2 separate regions of the Mus musculus genome follow, and region 1 is linked to region 2. Evidence: chromatin contacts called from public Hi-C data. All regions are on one chromosome and are shown on one strand. The core of a region is the stretch at or near the end of the contact, and the rest is flanking DNA. Distances in the headings are between cores, read along the strand shown. Region 1 overlaps Mapkap1 (mitogen-activated protein kinase associated protein 1). Region 2 holds the start of Pbx3 (pre B cell leukemia homeobox 3).

Region 1 (5,575 bases), core at 1,999-4,498, 110 kb after region 2:
AGGTTACATACTGATAAGTAGTTAAGCCAGAACTCTAATTCAAGAACCCCAAGCTCAGTTAGTATCTCTTCTGTCTCATGGGGAGTCTCACAAGTACTGCTCAGAGCTAGGCACTTGCTTCTTTCACCTCTGTTGCAGACAACCTGGGTTTGTCTCCCTATTTGAAGCAACACCTGCAGGGGTAGGTTCAGTTGGCTTGGCTCTTTTTTCAAGCCAATTCTCACTGACTCATGAGATTCCTCGTGGCTGCTGTTTTTAGCATCTGCTCTGCAAGAATGTCCTGGGACTGTGTCTCAGTTTCCTTGGAATTATTGAGGATAGATGCAGAATCCTGTACAGTGGAGGAAGCTGAGGGTAGATGGGTTGTACAACTCAGGGAAAGGCTCGAGCCTCTTCTGCGTCTGTCTTGGTTCAGAGCCCAGGTCTTTACTCCTGTCCTCCACTTCCTCCTCTCATCTTTGGAAATGTTGCACAGCTGAGGAGGAGGGCAGCCCTTTCAGGACAGTAGCTTCCTAGTGAAGGTGCCTTCCACACTCTGTAATGAATTTTAAGACTGGAAGCCTCTCAGTATATTTCCTGAAAGAAATCATATTCTAGATATATTCCTGTTTGAATTTTTTTCTGGCACTAAAAATTATTTCTCAATTTAATTTGCTTTCAAAGGAATTAATATCTTTGAAAATATGCCACTAAAACAACTACGGTTGAATTCTAGTCAATCTCAAAAGAGAGTGACTTCGGGTCTTTAAAGGGAACTTGGAAGTAATTACTTAATACCTGAATTCCAGATGATGACATAGCATGTTTTGAGAGCGCTTCCTTGACCTAGCAGTCTGCACGGTCAGTGGGTCCAGCTCCCTCCTGAGCTCCTGCTCCTGAGCCTTGGTGGTGACGCCTCTGGTGTTTGCAGCTGGAGGCTGCACTAAGTTCTTTGTTGTTCCATTGTTTCCTTTAGGGTAAGTGAATAATTAAGAGGAACATCTTTTCTGAGCAGCTGGAGCCAAATTCCAGCTGACTACAGCACCTGCAAAGATGGCGCCTCAGCCTCTGGGTTGCAGGGTGGGATGCCAGCCGTGAGTCACAACAATGGGCGCCAAAGTGCAGAGACATGCCTATGCTGCACAGCTCCTGTCCTTCTGTGAGCTTCAGATGGCAGGAATATCACCGAATGCAAAGTGTCTGCTTTAGACTAATTAGTGGGATGATTTGTGAAATGGTGACTATTTATTTAATTAATCACAAGCACAAAGCCATAAAACCCATATTTTAAAAATCCCTGTTAGTTTGCCATGTGGTTAATAGATTGGAGCACATTAAAAAGTGACATTGTGATGTATTAAAAACGTTCCACCTAAGATCCCTTCAGGAAGGAGCAGAAGCTGTCTGTGTAGGTGCTGAGATGGGCCTGTCTGGTTTGACCCTTCTGAGGGTGGGTGCTGCCAGCAGCATTTACCTTTTGAATGGCGTCTGGATTAGAATAGCTCCTCCCAGAACATTCCAAAGGAAGGAATTTTGTAAAGTAACTCAAAAATTAGGATTGAACTTGATTTGGTAGTGTTTTTCTTAATGATAAGGACCTATAATTTTCTACAAATTACTTTGTATTGACAAAGCATAGGAATATCTCTTACAATACAATATAGGTCTTTTGCTTGTGTTTGTGGGTGAAGAGGTCATTTAATTAACAGAATACTAAATGCAAAAACATTTTTGTTGCAGCTGTCAGAACTGCATTGTTTGGCTCTAGTATTGCTTTCTGTCAATGGGAGAAAGGGTAATTGTTATACTTGTTTGGTTTCAGTACAGGTGAATTGTTGTTCAAGAGATGAAACTGCCATTAAAAATGAGAATAAATGACTTTAATTGTAACAAACTATGGGTGGCTTTTATAGACTCCATGTTCTAGTTGATTTTGAGTGTCAATTAGGCACAAGCAAGTATACCACACATTAGACGCCTCTGTAGGCGCCTGTGCAGTGCTTTTGTCCCATTCTCACACACAGATTATTGAAGCAGTCAGGTTTAGAATGCTGTGCAGCATGTCTGAGCCATGGGCTCAGTTTTCAGCCCCATTGAGGAAAATCAAACCGATTATTGTTCCTGCTAAGAAGCAAGGTTATTTACAGTGAACTCTGCTCTCCAAAGTCCTGCAGTCATGTGAGAACGCACAGCTCAGAGGATGGGGTGCAAAGGAAACTGACCGTCCAGCTCTCCGCCTGTGCTTCTGTGCTGGGCTGCACTATTCCCTGCTCTGTGAGGAGGGGACAGAATAAAACATGATATGTTAATGCAGCCTGGAGCTGGTGTGCTAGTGATGATTACAATGCAGAGAAAGCATTTCTCATAACTGCTAGTGCCTACTGGAGCCTTTGAAACATCTGGACTTTTAATTGAAAAATAGTGTGGTGCTGTGTAAGGCAGACATGCTAAGTGAAGTCACTCATTTGGAATACAAAAAGATAATTGATAAAGTGTTTTATTTACACTGTATTTAAGTATTCATACTTTGTTATGCTTTGTATAACAGGGAATTACTGGGTTAAATTTTCATGAACGTAGACACTCTAAAATGAGATAAATTAAGTGAAAGTATTAGTAGAATTTCCCATTGAAATCAGTGAACAGTTTGCTCCAGAAGGGTGTACACTGTTGCATCAGTTAGAACCTTCTAAAGAAGCAAAGAGTTCAGGCGCTAGTGGTTGATTTCATGTTTTGAAAGAACTAGCTTCCGACCTGGTAACACCATTACATTTTTTTCCAGTTACTGCAATCATATCTTGGAATTTTTGTTTTGTTTTGTTTTGTTTTGTTTTGTTTAAAAAAAAAAAAAGGTCCTGGCATAATGGTAAATGGTTCTAATGGCAGCATTATTGCCCAATAAACCAAAGCCTTCCCTACCTCTGGGGCAGGTTATCAGAGTCTGCCCAGGAGAGCAGAAGAGCTGGGGAAGGGCGTGCAATTAACCTTTGTCCTGCCTTCCAGCAGGGGAACTGACCCAGCAGCCTTCCGAGGAAATCCAATTTAATTTAAAATGAATTTGAAAAGACAAATTAGCCATATCTATTTTAATAAGATAAAAATCCAACTCTGCCAGTGTCTGGTTTAGTTAGGACCTCCAAGGAGATCAGACTGACTGAGCCTCAGGATGAGCATGGAGAAATGTCAGGGGCTAACCTAGACACCCTGGGGACCCGGGCACACTAGTGACTCTTCAGTTTCTACAAGCTAGCAAGTCTGGGCTGCCCCTTCCTGCAGAGGCTTGTAACCTAAGGAGCACTGTGACCACCTCAAGCCCCTAGCCGGATGGAGGTTGACACCATATGCTGCTGACCCTTCTCTCCAGGTGCCAAATTGTTATTTTCCTCCCTGGATGAGAGCACACTGGCATACTGCCACCTGGGTACCAGATTTACTAACAGAAAGACCTTATAATTACAGATTTGTCTCTTCGCTTAAGAATAGCTATCCTTATGATCTATGAGTTAGTATTGACTGCTGCTTGTGAAAACTGAAGAGGTTGCTACCAGCTTTTTAAGGGGCCTTATGTTCTTTTGCATTTTAATCCCAGAAACAGGATTACCAAGTTGCACTGTGCCCACCTGCAAGCCTCTCCACTCCCTGAGTATCTAAGGCAGCCCTTCCTCTATCCCTCTTCCTCCCTTTCTATCGGCAACCCCTAGTTTTGAAGTTGTGGTTGCAGCATTTGTACCCCTTGCTAGATAGTGAGTGCTTCAGGTATGAGATTTACCCAGAGAGAAGGGTTTGCCATGGGAGGAGGAGGACTTGACACTGCCTCCTAAAAAATTTGGAGTAGCCTACATAATATTCCTCAGCTCTAAGACAGTCTTCGTGGGTGAATTAAGTGAGATACTAGGATTCTGGATACATGCCCAGCAAGCGGTATCAAGCAGAGGTAAAAAGCTACATGGCAGTACAGTAAGGTATCAGTCCTTACTGCCAGCCCAGTGGTTGGCTCAGTTTGTGGTGTGTGCTCTGTGCAGTCCCGGATTTCACAGAGAGACAGGCAAGCAGCATATCTTACTGCTTGGTGGAGATGGTCTCACTGTGAGTCCAGGCAGCCTGGAAGTCACAGTGGAGTCCAGGCTGGCCTCAAACTTGCAGTGATCCTCCTGCTTCTGCTTCCCCATCACACTTGGTTGTCTTTCAGCTGCTCAGTACTAACTGTCCTCAGTGCTCATGGACTCAACTTTCCCCTCATTTTAAACAATAGCTTCCTTCCTCTTGCTTCTTTCCCCTAGGTTTCTGCCCTGGAGACTGGTGAAGGCTTGGTAGAGTTTTGGATGCTGCTTTGCAGTTATACATTTTGTATGTAACTCCAAGACTCTCAGGGTTATTCTAGATGCACAATAATGATTTGCTTTCTCTTTTTCTTGCTGATTCTGTTTCTGTACATTTACAAGCTGCTAAATGAAAATCTTCAGTTGACCATTTGTGTCTGTATTTTCCTATGAGGGAAAAAAAAGCAGTGTGTTTTGGTCTTTGAGTTGTAGGTTCTTTGCATGGCTTTTTTTTTTTTTTTTTTTTTTCAAATACAGAGCAGACCCACCCCAGATCTCACGTATGCATTTTGAGGATGAAAGTGAATATCATAATTGGAGAAATGTAAGGCTATTTATTTCCATTTTGTCTGATGTTTTTACATTGTTTGTTAGGAGGTGCGTCAGGGACTTGAATTAATTATAATTACTGAAGAGACATACACTGATTGAGCAAATAAAGTAGTAAGCTCATTTATGCCAGGGCTGTCTAATTATAGCCCAACTTTGGATAAGCTGTATGTGCATGAAAGATTAATTTTACAAGATTTTTAGGACTTACTAAATGATGATTTGGTGAAACGTTTGAATTCTATTATTGAAGAACATCAAGTCTTAAACTGATAAAGCAGGCATGTGCTTGGTACTACAGAGAAATGTGTGGGTCTTAAAGACCAGGTAAATCAAGGAAACGATAGAATTTTAAGGTGAATATTTATGTTAGTGTTTAATCAACTGAAACTCTACAAGAAAATCTGTGCCTGGATCTTCACTGTCTTTGCAGCTCTGCTCAGAAATGTTTTAGCCTCTTGAAGTTCAGTTGTCCATGGGGTAATTGAGGGGTTGTGCCACAGTTTCCTGTAGTTGAGGACTGTGGTGATGGCCAACTGTGTGACCTTTGCCAGAGCTCCCCCCAACTAGTAATGGAGTCAAGCATGTGCTCTCCATTGAGTTTTAATGTTGAAAGTTGGTATTAAATCTTAAAAGACTCATTATACTATGAAAATTGATAGCGTTTAAAACATGTAACTCTTCTTTATGGTCCAAAAAATCCTGTTTTTACTTTTAAAGTGTATTGATTTTATTATATAAATGATTTAATAATAAAGAGATCTCTAAACTTATGCTAGGTGATGGGGCTTAGTTCATGCAAATTACCTTTCCCTGATATTATCATCATTATGGAAGCCATTGTTTGTATAATTAAATGCAGAGTGCTGTGTAGCATTTAATGATCAAAAAATCCCACAATGGCTATGAAAATTCAAGATGGACACTTTCTATCTTGTAAAAATGGC
Region 2 (5,776 bases), core at 3,225-5,724:
AGACACAAATAGTTCAGTGAGTATACCAACAGAAGTATGGGTCCTTACTTCATCAGAGATATTTAATAAGCAAAGGGTGGTAACATGATTTTGTTATCATCCTAAAGAAAACCGTAGCCCGTCAACTACGATCTTCCTTGCTTACATAGTTTAAAACAGACACATATCTCGATTTTAAAGTGTGTAACTTTAGTTGCCTCTAAAATGTATAAATGTCACAACTCAACAATGAAAAACCTTTCTGCCCCAAAATAACTGCACAATAAATTTTATAACAGAATATACTGTTTTTTAAAAAAACAATCATCTTATAGTAAAAGTATAGTTTCCTTACTTCTGAACAAGAAAATAATATAATTGTGGCAGATTGCCCATTTATCTGTCAAAGGGGGAAAAAATGCCTTTTCATATTTGGTAGGGAAGAAATAAAATGTTTTCCAAACTAAGTCCCTTGTGTGCATCAAAACTGGCAGTATTCACCGTCTGATCAGAAACCTCAAAATCTACCAGCAGTTCTACAAAGACATGATTTTTTTTTTTTAATGATTTTGTCTTATTTTAAAAGAAAACCAAAACTAAAATCACACTGTCCACTGACAGTGGCAGTTCCCACCCACCACCCCTTTAGTTCACAACTTGTCAGCCCCCTCCCTCCCCTTCACTATGCAGAATAGAGTCATCACATAATATTCCTGATTTATATTCACAAATGACTAGATGAACTTTCTGTGGGTAATTAATCCTTATGTATTATGATAATAGATTAATAAAATTATTTAAAGAGAAAGTATTAAGTAGCATACACATATTCCCTAACACTTATTTTCTAAGTTCATAATGTCTCTAAAGCAGGGCTGCAAAAGCAGGCAAGGGATAGGCCCTGGAATGTGCTGCCCAGCTTTCTCTGCTTTGGTAACACTAATGTCTACACAGCTGTTTTATTTCAAATTGAGGGCTGAGTCTAGCGATCCTGTCTCCTTCTAAGACTGGGTTTAGAGCATGAGGCAGAGCTATGGATAGTAGGGGAGAAAGGAGAAGAGAGAGAGAGCTTCACCCCATCAATCACTCAGTACTTAAATCCCATCCCTCTCGAGCTCAGAGAGGCAGGCAAGAGGATGCCTCTGCCCAGACAGCCGCCTTCACTGTCGGCTGCTGGCTTTTTATAAAAAAGATAACCTGCAAACTTAGGTCGCAGGTCAACGCACAAAAAGAGGATCTAATTTACAAGTTATCACTGAAAGCCCAAGAAACAATTTTCAAAACACAGAAATTTCTTTTGTCTGCTCTCTCCTGGTTGTTAAATAGCAATAGCCCTACCAAAGCTCTCTCTGACCATAATCCCAGACTCTGAAAAGACTTGTTTCTTTTCCTAACTCACCTTTGACATGTCGTTGACTACGCTTTCCTTTCAGAATGGTGTAACTAAGTCCTGTGCAAATAAGCAACTGGAAGACTAACACTTCTTAATTGAATTTCTCCTGCTGATAAGTGTTCAAACATGAAATGCTGTGTAGTTCTGTGTGGTTAGACCAAAACTATAAAGGGACAGAAAATAAATACAAATCATAAAGAAGGGTGTTCTTGCTAGAGAAGAGCATCAATTCCCTCTCTTTAGTAATATAGTGCCATATAAAATTGAATCAATCTTAATATTCACAACACAGTCAATATTCCAGTGCTTAGCTGTCAGCACGAACTGGAGTGGAGCCCTGATAGCAAGAAAACCCTTAGAAATTAAGCAACATAAATGTCCTAAGAGTATATACTTTTATTCACCCAAATTAAAGCCTTCAAGGTTCAATGCTGGACATCTTTATAGTTAGATTAAAATCATCTAACATCTTAAATCATAAGGTGCTCAAAAGGTGGTTAAAATCAATATATAATAAGTCAATAATTTAAAACGACTTGGTTTTCAAAATGTAAAGTGTATCACCAAAAAACAAAAAACAATCATTAAAAAAAATCATGGCATGAATGAAAAGCAAATAAGGTTATTTCTTTAAGCTCTCAATATTTACTAATAACTCTGGTTTAGCATACATACATTAAGAGAAAGCAATAAACCATCATCTTCCCTGGCTTACTTTTAGGAATATGAATAGTACCTGTTTAAATAGAGTATAACTTAACTTCCTGCCTAACAGTCCTAGGCAGTATATTATTATTTGTAAAATCAACTCAAAGACAGCCAAACATTGAAACATTAAAACAGCCTTAGTTGGAAAATGCAATATACTGGACTTGATTGTTTTTCTTCTTTGCCTCAATTTACAAAGGGGCAACTTTAAAAAGCAATACAACCCAACACATACAACCACAAATAAATCAATCAATGGTAAAGCTTGACTGATGGAGGGTTGTTTTTTTTTTTAACCATATACAGGAAAGATAACTAAACACAAACTAAAACATGTAAAACATATGTATATATATGCACTTTAGCTTTACCCTTAAGTCAAGAGTAAAAATACCTTAAATAGAAAAAGTCTGACAAGAAAGTTAAACTATAAGGAACTGTCAAAAATTTTCCCTACTCTGTATCAGCAATTTTCATTCTAGCACTTCTGCAAACCTATCCTACTCCTGCCCTGAACTTCAGAATGTTTGTTTCATCAGGATCTGTGGACATCTTTCTTTATACATTGAAGCTCAGTTTTACAAGTGTAGCAGTTGTAAGACGGAGGCTATAATAGAAGTACTAATAGGCATGATACATTGTATATGCCTAAGCACATGATTTTCCTTCCTGGATTCCTAAAAATCTTCCCACCTAAAGCACCAAGTCCAGGGTATTACTGAGGTGTGTTCGGTTGTGACTTCTACCAGTAGAACCGAAGCTTAAAACTGTCTAAGTAAAACAAAGTTCTAGTGACGCCTCTCCAGGGGAACCGGTCCCTGGCATCCAGTCTCCCACCGCTCCTTTTAAAAAATGCTACACAGGCAAAAAGAGATAGGAGAGGGCAACTAGCTAGAGCCCCCTCCCCGACTGAAACCAGGGACTACCTCCTAGGGAACTGCGACCCAGCTCCATTCTCATATACACTTCATTTAGTACCAAAGCAGAATTGAGAAATAGACTCCAGATTTATTGCAGGTTTGTTTTTTTTTTCTCAAGATCAGGAGGTGGGAAGCAAAGAATGATCAAAGATGGCGGTGCCCAAAAGCAGCAGCTCTCAACTGGAGAGTCGAAGGAGTAGATCTGACCCCACCTCGGGGGTCTCCAGGCCCACTGTGAGCAGCAGAGTCTTACCTGTTTTCTCTTTGATCTCACACAAGACGCTGAAGAGCGCCGGTTTCATTCTGTGACAGTTCAGAGCATGTTTCCTAAAAAACAAATAGCAAAACACAAAGGTATTAGCATCACCTATTGGAATAATATGGCGCCTTCCTTTAAGTTAGACCCAAGATTTAAAACCGGCCCCCAGTTTGGAAAAGCTCCTTTGAACCACGGGAAGTCAACAAAAACTCAAGTTTACTAGTTCGCAACTGGCGGCAAGCTCTAGCGGCTGAGAGCTCCAGCCCGATAGCAGCGTGACCCATCTGCTGGCTCGACAGAAGCCTCGGCGTACACAGGAGTGACCCGTGCATGAGGCTCCGCTCCGGGGGCCGCGGCGGGACCCAAGGGACCAGACCGGAGCGGAGGGAACCCCAACGCCCAAGCTCCACAAGAGGAGCGGGCGCAGCGGCCAGCGGGCGGCTAATAATCAGCGGGTGACAGCTCCGCAAAGTTTGCCAAGCGGCCCTCCCTCTAGAGAACTTGGCGCTCCCGCACAGGGTTGTGCGGGGAAGCAGCCGGTCACCCCGGACTGGGCCGAGGGGAGTGGGTGCCCGGAGTCTGGGCAGGCGGAGAAAGTTGCACTTCCCTGCGGTGCGGCCACGGACCCGGCTGGGACGCGGAGCGCGCTGGGGTCCGAGCGGGAGGTTTAAATCTGGGGAGGGGGGCGGGCAGCAGGGCACGGACGAAGCAATGATCGAGTTTGTCCCGAGCCCGGCGAGCAACTTTGCCCGCGCGATGGGGGACACAGCAAGTGCCCGGCGGGCGGAGAAAGTTCCCGCCCGCAACTGAGGCCCGGGTCCCGGGAGCCAGCCGGGACCCGAGCCCGGCTCCCGTACACACACAAAAGATGCTTAATGAGACGACACCAACTTTGCTTGCGCCTCGTCCAAGCTCTGGTCGGTGATGGTCATGATCTGGTGGAGGATGTCGCCGATGTCCTGCTTCCTGCCGTCGCCGTCCGCCCCTTCGTGGCCGTGAGGGGGAGGCGGCAGAGCCATACCCCCCTGGACCGAGTGGCCGGCCAGGTTCACCCCGGCCAGAGTCTGCAGCATCCTGGATTGATCGTCCATCCCGCCGCGCGCGGGCGGGAGCGGGCGGCGGCGGCGGAGGCGAAGGCTGAGGCGGCGGCGGCGGCAGCGGCGGCGGCGGCGAGGGAGGAGAAGAAAGAGGGGGAGGGGGAGGGGGAGGCGGCCGCGCGCTCCCCGCCCGCGCGGGAGGGGGCGGCCTGGCCCGGCGCGGCCCGCGACTGAGGGGACGCGGACCGGCGTCCGGCTCCGGCTTCCGCCGCGGAGGAGACTGAGGACAGCGGCGGGCGGAAGCGGCGCGCTCGCCGGCGGAGGCGGAGGCGGTGGTGCCCGCTGCCCTCACGCGGCCGCCGCGCTGCCTCCTCAGCGCCCCTCGCCGCGCCGGGCGGCCCCGCACAACTTGGTCCTCAGCGCCAGCCGAGTTGCCGGGACGCCGCGGCCGCCGCCGCCCGCGCCAGCCAGAACGGTCCCCTCCCTCAGCCGCCTGCCGCCGCCGCCGCCGCCTCAACCGGGCGGGATCGGAGCACCGGCGGCCCCGAGGGAGGGAGCGGCGGCGGCGGCGGCGGGCTGCGGAGGAGGAGGAGAAGGAGGCCGACGGGCGGGCCGCGGGGAGCGAGAGGGGCGGAGGAGGAAAGTTTGGGAGCGGGCGGGCCGGCGCGGCGGGGACACGGAGCCCGGTGGAGGGCCCCGGCGGGCCGCACGCCGGGCGGACAGCAGATTGATGAGGCGGGAGAACTCGCCGCCGCCACCTCCGGTGCCGCGCACCCAGTCAGCAGCCGCTGTGGACCGGGCTCGAAGGCCGCTCGGCTGAGGGATTGACAGGCTGCCAGTGCCACTCACTCACTGCGGCCCCGGCGCCCGCGGGGGGAGGGGCAGGGAGAGCTGAAGGGCGGGGGAGCGCCCCGGATGCCCCGCCTCCGGAGGCGGAGCCTTCTCTCATTGGGCTTTGCGCCTCCCGCCGCCGCCACTGGCCCCGCCCCTAGAACGCAGCCCGTCCCCTCTGGCCTCTGCTGTGGGGTGCCTGAGAGCCAGCCCGGGAGCCTTATGGGCTACTCGCGCCGGCACTCCACAGATGGTCGGTCAGTCCAGCCAGCAAAGTGTTGTCCCCGGATCCTGCTCCTTCCCTATTATTAGCAGTTGGGGACTTAGAGGTGTTATATAGGACCGAATAAAGTGTACCCGTAGCCGACAGCGTGGTCCCCCATTGCATGAGATGAGCTTCACGCCTCGGACAGTGCCTGGGATACTTTCCCGCTCTTCATATCAAGAGGTGGTACCCTCTGGGCACAAGGCCTCAAGCACAGGGCCAATCGCATTGCGCTCAGCGCCGAACGAGGCGGGACAGAGCCAAGAAAGGGTTGTCCCAATTGGAGCGTTCGAAAGTCCTGGGCTGAGACCGGGAAAAGGGTCTAAAAGCCCTGCCCGTCCCACGGTCGCTATGGTAACCCGAACTCAGCACAAGGAGTTAGCG

What was found. A called contact is a pair of places that touch in the nucleus more often than the background predicts.
Region 1: a contact with region 2 is called in a Hi-C map of the N1E-115 cell line, with 2.5 times the contacts expected there. The contact joins the enhancer-like site here to the promoter of Pbx3 in region 2. A contact is called at or near these places in 2 of 484 Hi-C or Micro-C datasets (the N1E-115 cell line and olfactory sensory neurons), 4 of 115 datasets of contacts at active chromatin or transcription factors (the SCID.adh cell line, bone marrow-derived macrophages and embryonic stem cells) and 3 of 9 other capture datasets (adipose tissue, liver and pancreatic islet).

The regions. Positions count from the first base shown.
Region 1 is chr2:34,479,398-34,484,972 of GRCm38.p6, forward strand. The region is part of intron 4 of Mapkap1 (mitogen-activated protein kinase associated protein 1); the gene reads left to right. Among named protein-coding and RNA genes, the nearest start is that of Mapkap1, 75 kb to the left of the region's middle. Within about 2 kb of position 3,249, at least 17 of the 459 cell types and tissues checked have an H3K27ac peak or open chromatin away from gene starts, as enhancers often do. A contact at or near this core is called in the N1E-115 cell line and the SCID.adh cell line, where this site is marked.
Region 2 is chr2:34,367,571-34,373,346 of GRCm38.p6, forward strand. It overlaps Pbx3 (pre B cell leukemia homeobox 3), which reads right to left and starts at 4,475. Exons shown (of 9, transcript NM_016768.2): 1 at 4,151-4,475; 2 at 3,254-3,327. The coding sequence starts at 4,350.